Linked DNA regions of Neogale vison: region 2 is linked to region 1. A link is a contact called in public Hi-C data. All regions are on one chromosome and are shown on one strand. The core of a region is the stretch at or near the end of the contact, and the rest is flanking DNA. Distances in the headings are between cores, read along the strand shown. Region 1 overlaps ARMC2 (armadillo repeat-containing protein 2). Region 2 holds the start of FOXO3 (forkhead box protein O3).

Region 1 (6,779 bases), core at 2,619-5,118:
CAGAAATCTCCTATTCCTACCTTGCTGGCCCCGTGCAGTTATCTCCTGCCCCGAGTCTCAGGCTGCTCACATTCCTCTTTGCCTTCACTCGTGATCCTCCCCTCCTGAGGGTTGTGCTGTCACTTGCTGGTCCCACTTTTACTCTTTTAAGACCTACTCTATGGCCTGTTTCTCCCTCTCACTCATCACTTCCTTCTCAGCATCCCTCTAGTTCCTGTAACCTGCTGGCTTTCACAATCTAGCCCTTGATTAGAGACTTCCTTGGAAAATTCCTTGGAATTTTCCATTTTAAAAAGTTGCTGAGCTCCTCAAAGTAGCTTTTAGACTCCTTCAGGGCAATGCTTTGTACATTCTTTATCACAACAGCATCCAGCCCTGGACTATTCAGACAGGTTCTTGTTGATTCAGAACAAAAGAGAAAACCAATGTTGACTATGAACTTTTTCAAAGGTACCAGTCCCTGTACTAAGGAAAGGCATTGCCCTCATGTCAACATAAGAAGACCAAGGCCAAAAGCTTAAGTAAGTTGCCCAAATCTACACAGCTGATAAATGTTGGTCCAGGACCCGGTAGTTTGTGTTCAGAGCTTACAAGTTCAACAACTGTACGAAGATGATCATAGCGACTGATCGTAGATCCCAATCCTGTGTCCTTCTTGAGAACCAGCAGGACCCAGCACTGCTGAGCTTTGGTATATACTAAGAAGGACCCTTCGTCTTTCTTCCTTTTTTTTTTTTTTAACCCCTTCCCTAATTGGGATATACAAATGTGTTAAATAGGGAGGCAACCTCATCAACATCCATGACTCTGAGAGAGTGGCCCAGTGACTTTGGAAAGCCATGAGTTGAAAACTAGCTTGCTGGTTTTAAATAGTTATTTAGGACAATAATGAAAAGAAGGCCTTGCCTCTATTGTTCTTTCTTACTATATCTAGGAGTGAGAAGTGTGAGAACTTCCTTGGCTTCACACCCTGTCAAACTTGGTATTTTACCTTCTCATAGGGTAGATTAGATCTGCTCCATTTGAATCTCAACTCTGAGAGCGTTGATGCACTAGATCCCATCCACATACTTTTTCTTTGATTGGCCAGGGACCCCGTAGTACCAGATCTATGTTTTTACATTGTGTAAAAATAAGGCAATTGTTTCATAGTATGAAATAATTACACATTTTGGGAAAGATTAGCTTGATCTTTTCTCTATTAAATGATATGAAGTGTTAAATCAAGTGTTTAGGTTTTTTTTTAAGATTTTATTTATTTATTTGATAGAGACCACAAGCAGGCAGAGAGGCAGGCAGAGAGAGAGGAAGAAGCAGGCTCCCTGCTGAGCAGAGAACCCGATGTGGGGCTCGATCCTAAGACCCTGAGATCATGACCTGAGCCGAAGGCAGAGGCTTAACCTTCTGAGCCACCCAGGTGCCCCTAAATCAAGTGTTTAAAAAGGGGGCATGTTTTTGGGAAAAAATGGTGTTTGGAGAAGCTAACCCCTTGGGCAGCAGTACAAGCCAAGGGCCAAGACACAGCACTGAGCCTTTCCCCAGGCTTTTACTGCATTGACACAAGTGTGGGGGCCACACATGTGGGTGTTTGTGAGTGACCCTGGGCCCATGTATATGCATTTTTTATGATTTTGTTGTAGCAAATCTTTTATTTGATGACAAAAATTTGTTGTAAAACTTGCACTCAGTGTTTTTTACTTTGGAATTGTATATAGGTATTTAAATGTAAGTACTTTTAAGTGTTAGCTGTAGTTAAAGGAAAGTTGTATCCTTTCTGGACAGTCTCTACATTAAATAAAACCTTAAAAACAAAACAAAACAAAAATCCAAACCAACCTGGCAATATAATCCTACTATTGGCCAATCGCTACTCTTTTATTTGGAACACAAAGTATTTGTCATCTGGAGGCTGCCTGAATGTACTTTTAATTTTTTCACATTTCAATTATTTGGAAAAATAAGGCATTTTTCAAAGAATATTAACTGAACGCATTTTTTAAAGTGGAAACAGGGCACTCTGTGACAAAGTAGAAAGAGCTGTGAGTTGGAAATCGTGAGATCGGGGCTCCAGATTTGACGCTGGTTTGTGACCTGGGGGCACATCCGACCAATTTGGGAACAACTTTCTTGTGCACAGAGAGACAGAGAGAAAGGGTCCCTTCCAGCTCTTAAATGCTAGTCTTTTGTGGGTCCGGCAGACCTGAGTTCTTTCTTATTGTAACAGTGACCTCTTGTGGTATATATCCTTCATCAGTTTGTTTGGGGGTTTTTTTCGTTTTTTTTTTTTTACGAAGTAAATTTGGGATTTGTTCGTTGTTGTTTCTAGTAACTGTATTTAATACTACGAAGCTGCTCTGTCTTTTTTTTTAAGATTTTATTTATTTGACAGACAGAAATCACAAGTAGGCAGAGAAGCAGGCAGAGAGAGAGAGGAGGAAGCAAGCTCCCCACTGAGCAGAGAGCCCTATGTGGGGCTCGATCCTAGGACCCTGAGATCAGGACCCAAGCCGAAGGCAGAAGCTTAACCCACTGAGCCACCCAGGCACCCCTCTGTCTTGTTTTTTGATAGATAAATCTAAGCTGGAAATCAGACCTTGATTAAAGGACTGTAGAGTGTGAAACTCCATCTTCTAAGCAATCCTCTGTGCTTTCTTCCCAATCTGCCAATAGCTGATTCTACTCGCAGAAAGAGAAATGCTCTGGTTTTTATGCTGAACATTGTTGTATTCCTCTTCCTCCTAGGGACCAGGGGAAGAGACGTTCAAGAGCCTCATCTTGTTTCAACAGCTCAGACCTGAGCCGACTGGAAACCAGAGCAGGTGAGGTGCACATACACTGCGAGGCCCAGAACTTCACCTTCAGCATCTCCACTTGTAAGAAAAACATTTGCACCCAAGATGTCTCATGTTGGCTCACTGTTTGAAAACTCCAGTCACTTCTTCCAGCTTGGCCACGCATCAACATTTATTTTTAGAAATTTTTATTGTTTTCACAACAGTCTTAAAATTCTTACCATTATCCAGCTCTGGGGCCTCAGACATTTATAGATCATGGTCTTAGTGAGCATGAAAGAAACTATTTTGTAAAAGCATTCAGAAAGTTGCAAAAGTTGACATTAACGTAATTCTTGAGTTAACTGGAAGTTCAAAATCATTGCTCACTTAAGTGAAGTTATATTAATTGTGTGAAGACAGGCTGTGGGGTCTTTAATCTGTTTGAGAAAAAAATATATCTAACAATATTAATCACAGGCTAGAAATGAGGCAACATGTATTCATGCAATGAAATATAGCAGTCACGCTTATAATATTGACTGAAATGAGTACAAACAATATTACGTGAAAATGTTAAGTTGCAAAAACAGTGACATATGTTGTTTATGGATACAGATCTATGTGGTGACATGTAAAATCCAACATGATAAAAATAACCACCTGATTTAGAATGGTGGTAATCCTTGGAAGGAGAGGGAGGAGGGGAAATGGATAAGGGGAGGCAACTCTATCTGTAATGTTTATTTCTTCGAAATAAAGGGGAGGATAAAAATACCATTAGTATTTGACCAAACTATTTGTGGACACACAGGTGTTTGTTAGTTTTTCACACCTTTTTTTTTTTTTTACAGACATGACATTCTATAAAACCAGACTAAAATCAGATTGAAAAAATGTTTTATTACTCTCAAAACTAATTTCTTATCACTAAAATGACTTCTGTGGCCAATAGGAGTTTCTGTAACACTCAGGAAAATCTTAGACTGATTTCCGCATCAGCATTGTTGCTAAGGATTTTACATGCACTTGCTAAAAACATCAGCCAATAAACATTGTGTCAAGTTTTTGTGTCCAGAACTCAAAGCTGTGGTTAAAAACTATAACCACTGAGACAGCAAAATCGTCAAAAACATGCTGAAATTTCTGCTTGACTTACCCAATTTCCTGTTGAATCATAATTTTTATATTTAGCAAACTGTGAACCTAGATGAAAGTGCTTTCTAAAATATTAGGTTGTTGCCCAAGACTGAGGCAAACTTTACTTAGTTTTTGTAGATTTTCAGGAGTAATCACAGGATTCCATGCTCCAGTTGCTGGAGTGGAGAGTGGTTTAGTTATATAAAATGGGATTTCTGCAGAAAGCAGCGTTGGAGGGGGTGCCTGAGTGGGTGGAGACGTGGAAAGGTCATGGCTGGACACAGCCACTTGCCATGCAGTTCTTGGCAGAGGGTTGAAAGGGAACCCTTACGCCACAGTGTCTAGCTGACTTCTGCTCTGAGAAGGAACAATCTTAGAACCATTCAGAAGGGCCTGTAAGGGCCTTTCCTTTGCCAAGGTTAAATAAGTGCTCTATGATTTCTGGCTCACCCCTGTAATTTCACTTTTCCCGGGGTGAGTGCATTATTGATTTTGTTTGCCTTAAGAAACAGATTGATAATCATTGTTCCTCATAGAGCTGTTTATTAAAGTGCATACTGCTTAGAAGGTAAAAATGCTGATTTGAACTTATTGGACTTGGAGTCTGTATTTCTAGTAAATTTTAAGTGTGCTGTAAATATTTGGTGATTAAGTTATTTATCTGACTTACTATCTTCTGGCTTTTCACTTGCCTTGATATATGCTGACCGTATTCACATGTTCTAGACTTGGTCATGTACCTGGGACTATGACTAGCCATGGGTTAGGGTTGCTTGAATATTCAGGTTTACTTTTTGAGTCCATACCTATAATTTATCAAAGTTAGGGTAGACTCATAAAAGTAATGACCCAAAAGACTGAGATGATGGTCTTCCATCCATTATCTGCATTTCTGAAATCCCCAAACTGAAGCTTGGGAAGGCTTGGAAAGCTGAAGTGTTTTTCGGACTCATGTAGTGGCAATGCTTGAGCCCAGCTGATGGGAAGCCAAGAGTCGTCTTTGTTTCGTTCATGTGAATTTGCACGAACCCTGCCGCAGGGTGCCGCCCCAGAAGACCCTACTCGGGGTGCTGTGTGTGTTACATGCTGTGTGTGTTACATAGCATGTGCACCCTATTGCCTCATTAAAATCCAAATTTTTTGGATTCCCTAACCACATCTGGTCCAAAGGCTTTGGCTAAGGGATTGTGAACCTGTTCTGATATGGACTGACGTTGTCCTAAAGACAAGGCACCCATGCATTTCATGAATTCTTCCTTATGCGTTAGACAAATGATGGGAAACTTTGCTATTAAAACTACAGACAGCACACCTATACTACTGAATTACAGCTTTGTCGATACCCTCTCTGTCTACTTTTTCTGCTCAAGGGCTCCTCAAGCCTAGTGTGCCTGGACCCCTTTTGGTGCCAGGGAGGTTTGAGAAAAGGTAAACCTGGACTCACTGCCCCCTGAGTCCGGGGGGGGTGATTTTTCTAATGTGGAGGGTTAGAGGGGGGCCCATGCACTGGAGAGGATGGATAAATCGCATAGCTTTCCTGCTTCTCCTGGGTGATATCATCACCATATACTTGGGAAGTTTAATACATATTTTATGTTTTTTTTCCTTTTCAAGAGTAGCACAAATGAATGAGAGGTTTTGGAAAATGTGGAGCGCATAAAATAAATTAATAACCCATAATCCCAGTACTCGGAGATGACCATCGTTACCCCATTTTATAGAGGGAAAGTGATGCAACTTGCCCACAGTCGACCAACAGAGCTAGGATTCAAACCCACACAGTGGGGGCGCCTTGGGTGGCTCAGTGGGTTAAGCCGCTGCCTTCGGCTCGGGTCATGATCTCAGGGTCCTGGGATCGAGTCCCGCATCGGGCTCTCTGCTCGGCAGGGAGCCTGCTTCCTCCTCTCTCTCTCTCTGCCTCTCTGCCTACTTGTGATCTCTATCTGTCAAATAAATAAATAAAATCTTAAAAAAAAAAAAAAAGAAAAAGAAAAAAAAAACAAACCCACACAGTGACTTTAGAACCTTAGAACTTAGGACTCTAGAACTTTTTTTTTTTTTTAGGACTCTAGAACTCTTAATGGGCCTCCCTAGTCAGCCAGTTTTCACCCCGGCCCCCGCCCCAAGTTAAAATAACCTAAAAATCTGTAGGCCATATGCCTTTTCATTGTTCTCACTCTCTTCCCCTCTTTCTATGAAACTCTGATTTTCCCTATTATTTCTAACTCTTTGGGGGACATTTTGGGATCTAGGCACCCATGGTGGGCATTTGATTGATTGGTATCAGGTCTACTCTGAGCAGGTACAGACTCTGAACCAGTATAGACTGGGCACCATGAGAGGGCCTTATGGGGAGGGAGAGAGGGAGCGGGAGGGAGAAGGGAAACTGAGGAATGTGTCTTTAGCATTGCTCCTGAGGAATGTGTCTTTGGCATTGCTCCGCACTGGGGTGGGGGTAGGAGGGACTCTCCGGCTACACAGTCTGTGCTTTAGATAGTGGGGTATTTCCTGTGTGAAATGTCATCGTGATTTGCAGTTTCTAATACGATTCACACTGCCTTCCAAAGTCACCTCTCAGTTTACTGATTCTGCTGTGGGGTGGAATAGCATAGAGGTCAAGAGCAAGGGCTATGGCTCTGTATGACCTTGGGCAGGTAGCTTAATGCCCCTGAACCCCACTTTCTTCATCTGGAAAACGGAGACAATTTGAGGACCTCCTCATTATGCTATGAAAGTGAAGTAGAGGCACGTGGCCTCTTACGGCGCCCAGCCAGTGGCAACCATCCCTCTTCTAGGACCCACGACGTTCCGGGGCAGCATCTAATCTCATTGATTCAGTGGTATCGTGCCACCGGATGAACGTCAAAC
Region 2 (6,779 bases), core at 1,384-3,883, 320 kb before region 1:
ACTGGTGGCCGCGGCCAGTCAGCGCGCGGCGTGGTTTGACGAGTAGGCGGCGCAGCGAATGGGGACGCGGCGCAGAGCACCCCGGTCACGCGCGTGTGGATACAATGACATCATCTGTTTGTACGCGTCGAACTAGCTTGGTGCAGGGGCGGGGCTTTACGTCACTTGAGTGACGGGCCCTGCGCAAAGCCCGGAGCCTGGAGTCCGCTGGGTGGGCGGACTCCCGAGTACCCTGGGTTGGACCTTTTTGTGTATTGGGTTGTTGAGGAGCGAGCTTTAGATTCTGAGATATCACCAGTGACTTAGAAGGATTTAAGAAAAAAGGTGGGAAGAGATATTTATGAACCAAAGTGGATCGAGTTTTGGTGTGCGTGTCGCAGGTAGTGCATTCATAACGCACAAATGAACAATTTAGGCACTGACAGGATAAGGACTCCTAAGATGTTTGTCTAAACTTAAAGAAGTATCTTTTTTAAAAACTCAAAAATGCACAAGTAGCCGTTCTGGAGTCATTTACAAGTTAGAATCAAAGTATTTCCCATTCATAATTGTTCAAAATCTGCTCCTGAGTTTAGGAATGGGGAATAATTTGCATTTCTCCTGAGTTAGTTACACTTCTCCCCTCCTCTGCCGTGAAATCCCTGGAGAGTGAACCGCTGCGTCGGGCGTCCTAGGTAAGAGACTCGGCTGCAGACCTCTCGGTGCCCGATCAAATCTGAAGGCATCAGTTTATCGAAGTCCTGTAAGGCACCAACATTTTCGCTTGTATTTCCACGCCGTGGTAATCTCTGCGATCCGCGGTCAGCATCTTATCTCGCGTGTTGCCTGGTGTCCGATTCTAACCGGGAACCGGACACCAGGGCGGGCCCAGAGCCCGGGGGACGGACGCGCCCGCCGGGGACCCCCGGTACCAGGCGCCCTGCCCGGAGTCTGAGAGGCCACGCGACTGCGCTCGTGGAGCGTTAGGGTCTCCGCTCTCCCCCTCCCTCTTCTCTTAGGCCAGCGCCGCGCTTTGTTGTCGTCGAGGCCCTCGGGAGGGAGGGGGAGCCCGGCGGGGACGGCTGCGGGAGCCCGCCCGGTCCCGGGCCGCCGCGCGCTCCCTGACACCCACGCCCGCAGTCCCGCGGAGCCCGGCGGCGCAGGCGCGCGCGCGAGCGAGCCCACATAGACACACACACACACGCACACACACACGCACGCACGCACACAGCACACCCGGGCCTGCCGCCCAGCCCTCCCCCTGGGCGGGGACCCGCCCGCCGTCAGCCTAGGTTGAGGCACCCTGCGTGTGTCTATAACTTTGTGCTGCTGCCGCGGCCGCCCTGCTCGTGGAAGGGAGGAGGAGGAATGTGGAAGGCGGCGGCGCACAGGCTGACAGGCGTTTCCTCAGGCGGGCTGCGGCGGCGGCCGGAGCGCCTCTCCTTCGCCGAGGTTGCGCGCCCCCTCCTCGCGGTGCCCCGGGTCCGCGCAGAATTGTGCGTCCTCCCCCCTCGTCCCTGAAGGGAAGGAACTGAGGTAGGCGCCGGAGCTGTGCAGCGGGGCGGTCGCCTTCCCGGTGACTCCGGATCTGCTTCCGAGCTGGGCCAGGCGCTTCCCTTTTCCCTCCCCGTGACTCGGTGTGCGCGCCCCCCTTCCCTCCAGTTAGTATTTTTAAAGGACTTGAGTGAAGGGGGGAAAACTGTCAAGATGGCAGCAGCGGGAGCAAGGAGGTGATGAACGTGCTGGTCCGGGTTTTCTGGTAGCCTGGGAGACTTGGCGCTTCCTGACCTGTTGGAAGATTTATGTTCCGACTTACCCCCTCCCCCCGTCCTTTCCTGGGAAGGGGGTGGAGGGTGCAGCGCCTGCGGGCAAATAAACCATACAGACCCCCAAAGTGGTCGTGCCTGCTTGGCTTGGCCCTTTGCAAACACCCGCCGCGCTGGTTGCCCCCCCTGCTTCCCGTCTTTTTTCTGGAAGTGACAGGAGCCAGTTCGCGCTCGGACCTACGTTCGTCCTCCTGGCCCGCGGGCGAAGAGGGGAGAAGCGGGCTGCCCGCGCTGTCCCCGGACTCGGGTCCCTCCGCGGGGAGAAGGGGGTACAAGGGGGCGCGGAGGCGGCAGGGCCGGGGACCAGGAGAAGAGCGGAAGACGCCACAGACTTTGGCTGCGGCGCCGCGGGAGGCACTTGAGCGGGCCGGAGCGAAACATAAACAAACGCACGCCCGCCCGGGCTCCGACCGCGGCTCGGCTGCGCCAGCTCTGGCCGCTGCCCGCTTTAAAGGCGCGGCTCGCGCCCCTCCCCCCGCCCCCGCCCCTCCCCCTTCTTCCCCGCCCAGCCACCTAGCCCGGGAGGGACCTGCAGATCGGGCGGCCCCGGTGGCGGGGGGAGGGGGCTGCCCCGTGCGAGCCCGTCGATTCGCTCCCGGCTCCCCCGCGGCCTGGCCAGGGGGCGGTGTCTGCGGCGCCAGGTTCGCGGGACGCACGTCTCCAGGTCTGCCTGGCGGCGGCGGCGGGCGCGGAGTCGCGGAGGACTGGGCTCCAGCCCGGGATAACCAACTCTCCTTCTCTCTTCTCTCGTGCTTCCCCAGGCGGCGGCAGTAGCGGCAACGACTCCTGGGAGCCCGAGCCTTCGCGGCGCCCCCGTCCCTCCCCCGCCGCACCCCGCCCCGGCGCGAGAGGCGAGCGCGAGAGCCCGAGCCGCGGGCGGGCGGCGAAGATGGCAGAGGCACCGGCCTCCCCGGCCCCGCTCTCTCCGCTCGAAGTGGAGCTGGACCCGGAGTTCGAACCCCAGAGCCGGCCGCGCTCCTGTACGTGGCCCCTGCAGAGGCCAGAGCTCCAGGGGAGCCCGGCCAAACCCTCGGGGGAGACGGCCGCCGATTCCATGATCCCCGAAGAGGAGGACGATGAAGACGACGAGGACGGCAGCGGTAGGGCCGGTTCGGCCATGGCGATCGGCGGCGGCGGGAGCGGCGCGCTAGGCTCCGGGCTGCTCCTTGAAGACTCGGCCCGGTTGCTCGCTCCCGGAGGGCAGGACCCCGGCTCCGGGCCAGCCCCCGCGGCAGGCGCGCTGAGCGGGGGGACGCAGACGCCGCTGCAGCCTCAGCAGCCACTACCGCCGCCGCAGCCGGGGGCGGCTGGGGGCTCGGGGCAGCCGAGGAAATGCTCGTCGCGGCGGAACGCCTGGGGGAACCTGTCCTACGCCGACCTGATCACTCGCGCCATCGAGAGCTCGCCGGACAAACGGCTCACTCTGTCCCAGATCTACGAGTGGATGGTGCGCTGCGTGCCCTACTTCAAGGATAAGGGTGACAGCAACAGCTCTGCGGGGTGGAAGGTGCGTACCCACCTCGGGCGGGCGGCCGGACCCGCCGGGCCTCCTGCGCAGTGCGAGACGCGCCTTCGATTCATTGGAGCGCGCCTGCGGGCGCTGGGGAGAAGGGTTGGCACCGAGAGCCTCCGCTGTGAGGTTTCGGGGGATCTCTGTGACCCCCAGAGGAGGGGAACCTGGGGTCGGCCGCGGAGGGTAGGGCGGGGAAAGGAGGCTTCCCAGGAAGCCTCGGGCATGGGCGGGTGAGGAGAGGGGGCGAGGGATACCGGCGAGGGAAGGACTGGCGGACGGGAGTGCGTTTGCCGGATTCCCGGGACGACACAGACGAGGTAGGTCTTCCGCCAACTTCGAAGTAGAAATCAGCCGTAGTGGGGATGCGGGAAGGGCTTTGCGGGTGCAGTGAGGGGATGTGGGGGTGTGCTTGGGACTTGGTACCCGGAGGAGGGGTTGGATTTGTGGTTTCCAGTCGGTTACAGAGCATGGTCGTTGTCACTAGCTGGGTGAAAACCCTTGCGTCGAAGTTTCTGGCTTGTGGGTGTTAGTTCCCACAGGCACAACGATCCCACTAGAAAAAGCAGTGCTTGTAAACCTTTTCCTGGCTGAATGTCTTTACTTGCCTGTGTTGACACCTTTCTTCCTTAGAGATGTTTCTCCAGTAAGCCTGCCCCCCAACTTGAGATGTTCTGAGCCCTGGAGCGGGCCAGCCCTGCGGCCTCCGGGCGGACCAGCCACACCTGCTGCTCTCCTTGAGGCTTGGACTCTGGCGAGGTTTGAGGCCGGATCCAGGTCTGGAGGACCGAGGCCTGGAGCTTCACCTCGGCCCTTGGCAGGGAGGTGTGGTGTCAGGGCTGGGCCGTAATGGCTTCTCCCTACAAGTGAACCAGAAGAGAGGCTCCCTACTGTTCCTTTTCAGCCTCTTGGGGCACTGGACACGTGGTAGGGAGAGAGGTGTGGAAAGGCCTATGATGTAATGACTTCCTGCAGTTGGGCATCCAAACAGATTAACTCCTGTGCCCCTGCTGGGCTGCTGATACCCAGCTGCTTTGCTCTTCCTGCACCTCATCATCCTGGCCTCTTTCCCCAGGACATGAATGTGTCTGTACCAGGCAGAGGAGTCCTGTACAGTTGGAGACACTTACGGCTTATCAGTTGCTTCTATTTGCAAGTTATCTTTTTTTTTTTTTAAATTAATGAGATAGTTCCTTCCTCCTTCAGTTCTTTCCTTCAAGGTTTTTGGGGGAGCCCTGCATCTTCCTGGGTTCCAGTAGGTGTATACAGAAAGAACAGTTTAATCTTGGTGGAGAACTGGAACACAGGAACCTGTATGTGAAAAAAAAACTAGGGGATTTAGGGTGTTGAGTTTTAATTTGCTTTATTTAATTTAGTTTTTTTAAAATTATGTTAGTCACCATACAGTACATCATTAGTTTTTGATGTGGTGTTCCACGATTCATTGTTTGTGTATAAGACCCAGTGTTTCAATGCAATAGGTGCCCTCCTTAACATCCATCACCAGGCTCATTCATTCCACCTCCCCCCGAAATCCTCAGAGTTTTAATTTGCTTAAAACCAAACCAAACCAAACCAAACAAAACCTTGCAAACAAAGTATCTGCTTTGTTGCTGGTTTTTTTTTTTTCCCCCCAAATTTCTTATGGCTCCTATTGGAGAGGACTTGTTGAGAAACTTTAAAAGCTAAATGTGTGCTTTGAAGTTATTCCACATATCTCTTCGTAAACAACTGCTGACATTATGAATCTTACATTTGCTTTAATTTTATAGCTTTGCAAAGGAATGCCAGTTGTGTGATATGAGGGTCATTTACAGAAAGCTTGAGCGTGAATTCCTTTTCAAAGCAGTGCTACTGTGATATCTTTTAAAACTGAGTTTCCAAGTGAATAGCAGATTGTTAATACCAGGGTACAGTGTCAAAGGGGTGAGTTTCAGGGTCTAAGAAAATGGATATAGGCGTTTGGAATATTTTTCATATTTCCCAACTTGAAATTAGTCCTGTGTATTTTGAGTTTGGTGCAGAGAATCTGCTAGTTGAAAGTTAGTTACCTAACTAACTTTTAATGTTGGGTTTTCACTTTTCCTTTGATTTTTAAGTTTACACAAGTAGTTTAATCCCACAAATAACATCTCTTGTTATTGTAGTTAAAGAGAGTAACTGCTTAATAGCATTTGATTTTTTTTTTTTAATCTAGGTGGGAAAGTAGTATTACCAAAAGTAGCCATGAATTGTGATTTGGTTAATTGTATTTTCATGTAGCTAGTGGGACTTGCAATAGAAATTTTGGGCCTAGTCCTAGATTTTGTGGTTTTATGTCCTTAACTTTTTTTTTTTTTGGGTCTCATGGTTTCTTCTTTCTTCTCTGATATCTTATTTCTCTCTTTCTCTTTCTCTCTCTCTCTTTTTTTTTTGTTGAAGTATAGTCAACACAGTGTTAAATTAGTTTCCATTTCATCTCTCTTTAAAACTTATGAAATATTGTAAGTTAAAACTCAAGCCTTAGTATGCTTAATACAGGACATGAAGTAAAATATTTATTTATTTTATGTAAGTAGAATTATTTTTACTTTAAGATTTTACATCAGTTCTATTTCTCAGTATCACATGGCAGATAATCCTTGAAGACTGTGGGGATATAATTTAGTTAAAGAGTTTTTGTAAGATGACCTTCATCAAAAGATGCACCCATGCAGGAACTTCCAAATCTTTGATGATGAAGAAAGCCCTTTGAAACTGGGGCTGGTTTCATATTCCGATTATGACTAATAGCCAGCCTTTTTTGTGCTTGTGGTTTAGTGGGGGTGGAAGAAGAGGGAAAAGGGAGAGGTCAGGAGCTAATTGTGACCCATTTCCATGCGTCCAAGTTTCAGGAGTCGATTCCTATCATGATTAGTCATTTTGAGAGCATGCTTGTGCATTTAAACCACACTACTTTCATTCTGAGTTATGCATTAGGCTTTTTAATTTCTGAAAATGTCTAGAATTCAGGTTTACCTCTCCTAGTCCTGTGTGCACAATGGTGCAGTATGCAGGGTTTGGGCCTTACTTCTTTTGTGGCTTTTTGGGCTATTACATGATGAGATCCTGTCACCAGAATTATCACCCTAAGATTAGAGGATAAAAGAATTAGAAAAGAGGCCTTGGAGATCAGAAAAGGACTAGTGGTTTGAAGCCCTGGTTGCATATATTTGGATCACCTGGGAGCTTTTTAAAAACTATCAATATGTAGAAAATTGGTTTTAATTGGGTGGGTCTTACATAAGTGGAAGATGCTTTCCTGAAAAGCGTATTTGCCTCTCAGTCTGAAAACGTTTTGGTTATTAGTTTAGCATCAGAAAAAGGAATATCGATGGAGCCTGATCGAGTTTATTACATTTGTATAGCCATCCGGTCTGTCAGTACCCGTGCTTAGGAACTACAAAGTGATAAAGGGGGCAGAAAAGATAGCGTTTTAACAAAAG

The links. Hi-C and Micro-C count contacts between places; a contact is called where the count stands out from the background.
Region 2: a Hi-C map of fibroblasts shows a contact between it and region 1, with 6 times the contacts expected there. The contact joins the promoter of FOXO3 here to the enhancer-like site in region 1. A contact is called at or near these places in 2 of 3 Hi-C or Micro-C datasets (fibroblasts and muscle).

What each region holds. Positions count from the first base shown.
Region 1 is chr1:23,228,905-23,235,683 of ASM_NN_V1, reverse strand. ARMC2 (armadillo repeat-containing protein 2) reads left to right here. Exons shown (of 18, transcript XM_044244526.1): 6 at 2,743-2,819. Among named protein-coding and RNA genes, the nearest start is that of ARMC2, 42 kb to the left of the region's middle. Within about 2 kb of position 3,868, the one cell type or tissue checked has open chromatin away from gene starts, as enhancers often do. A contact at or near this core is called in fibroblasts, where this site is marked.
Region 2 is chr1:23,546,694-23,553,472 of ASM_NN_V1, reverse strand. FOXO3 (forkhead box protein O3) reads left to right here and starts at 2,633. Exons shown (of 3, transcript XM_044244534.1): 1 at 2,633-3,312. The coding sequence starts at 2,695.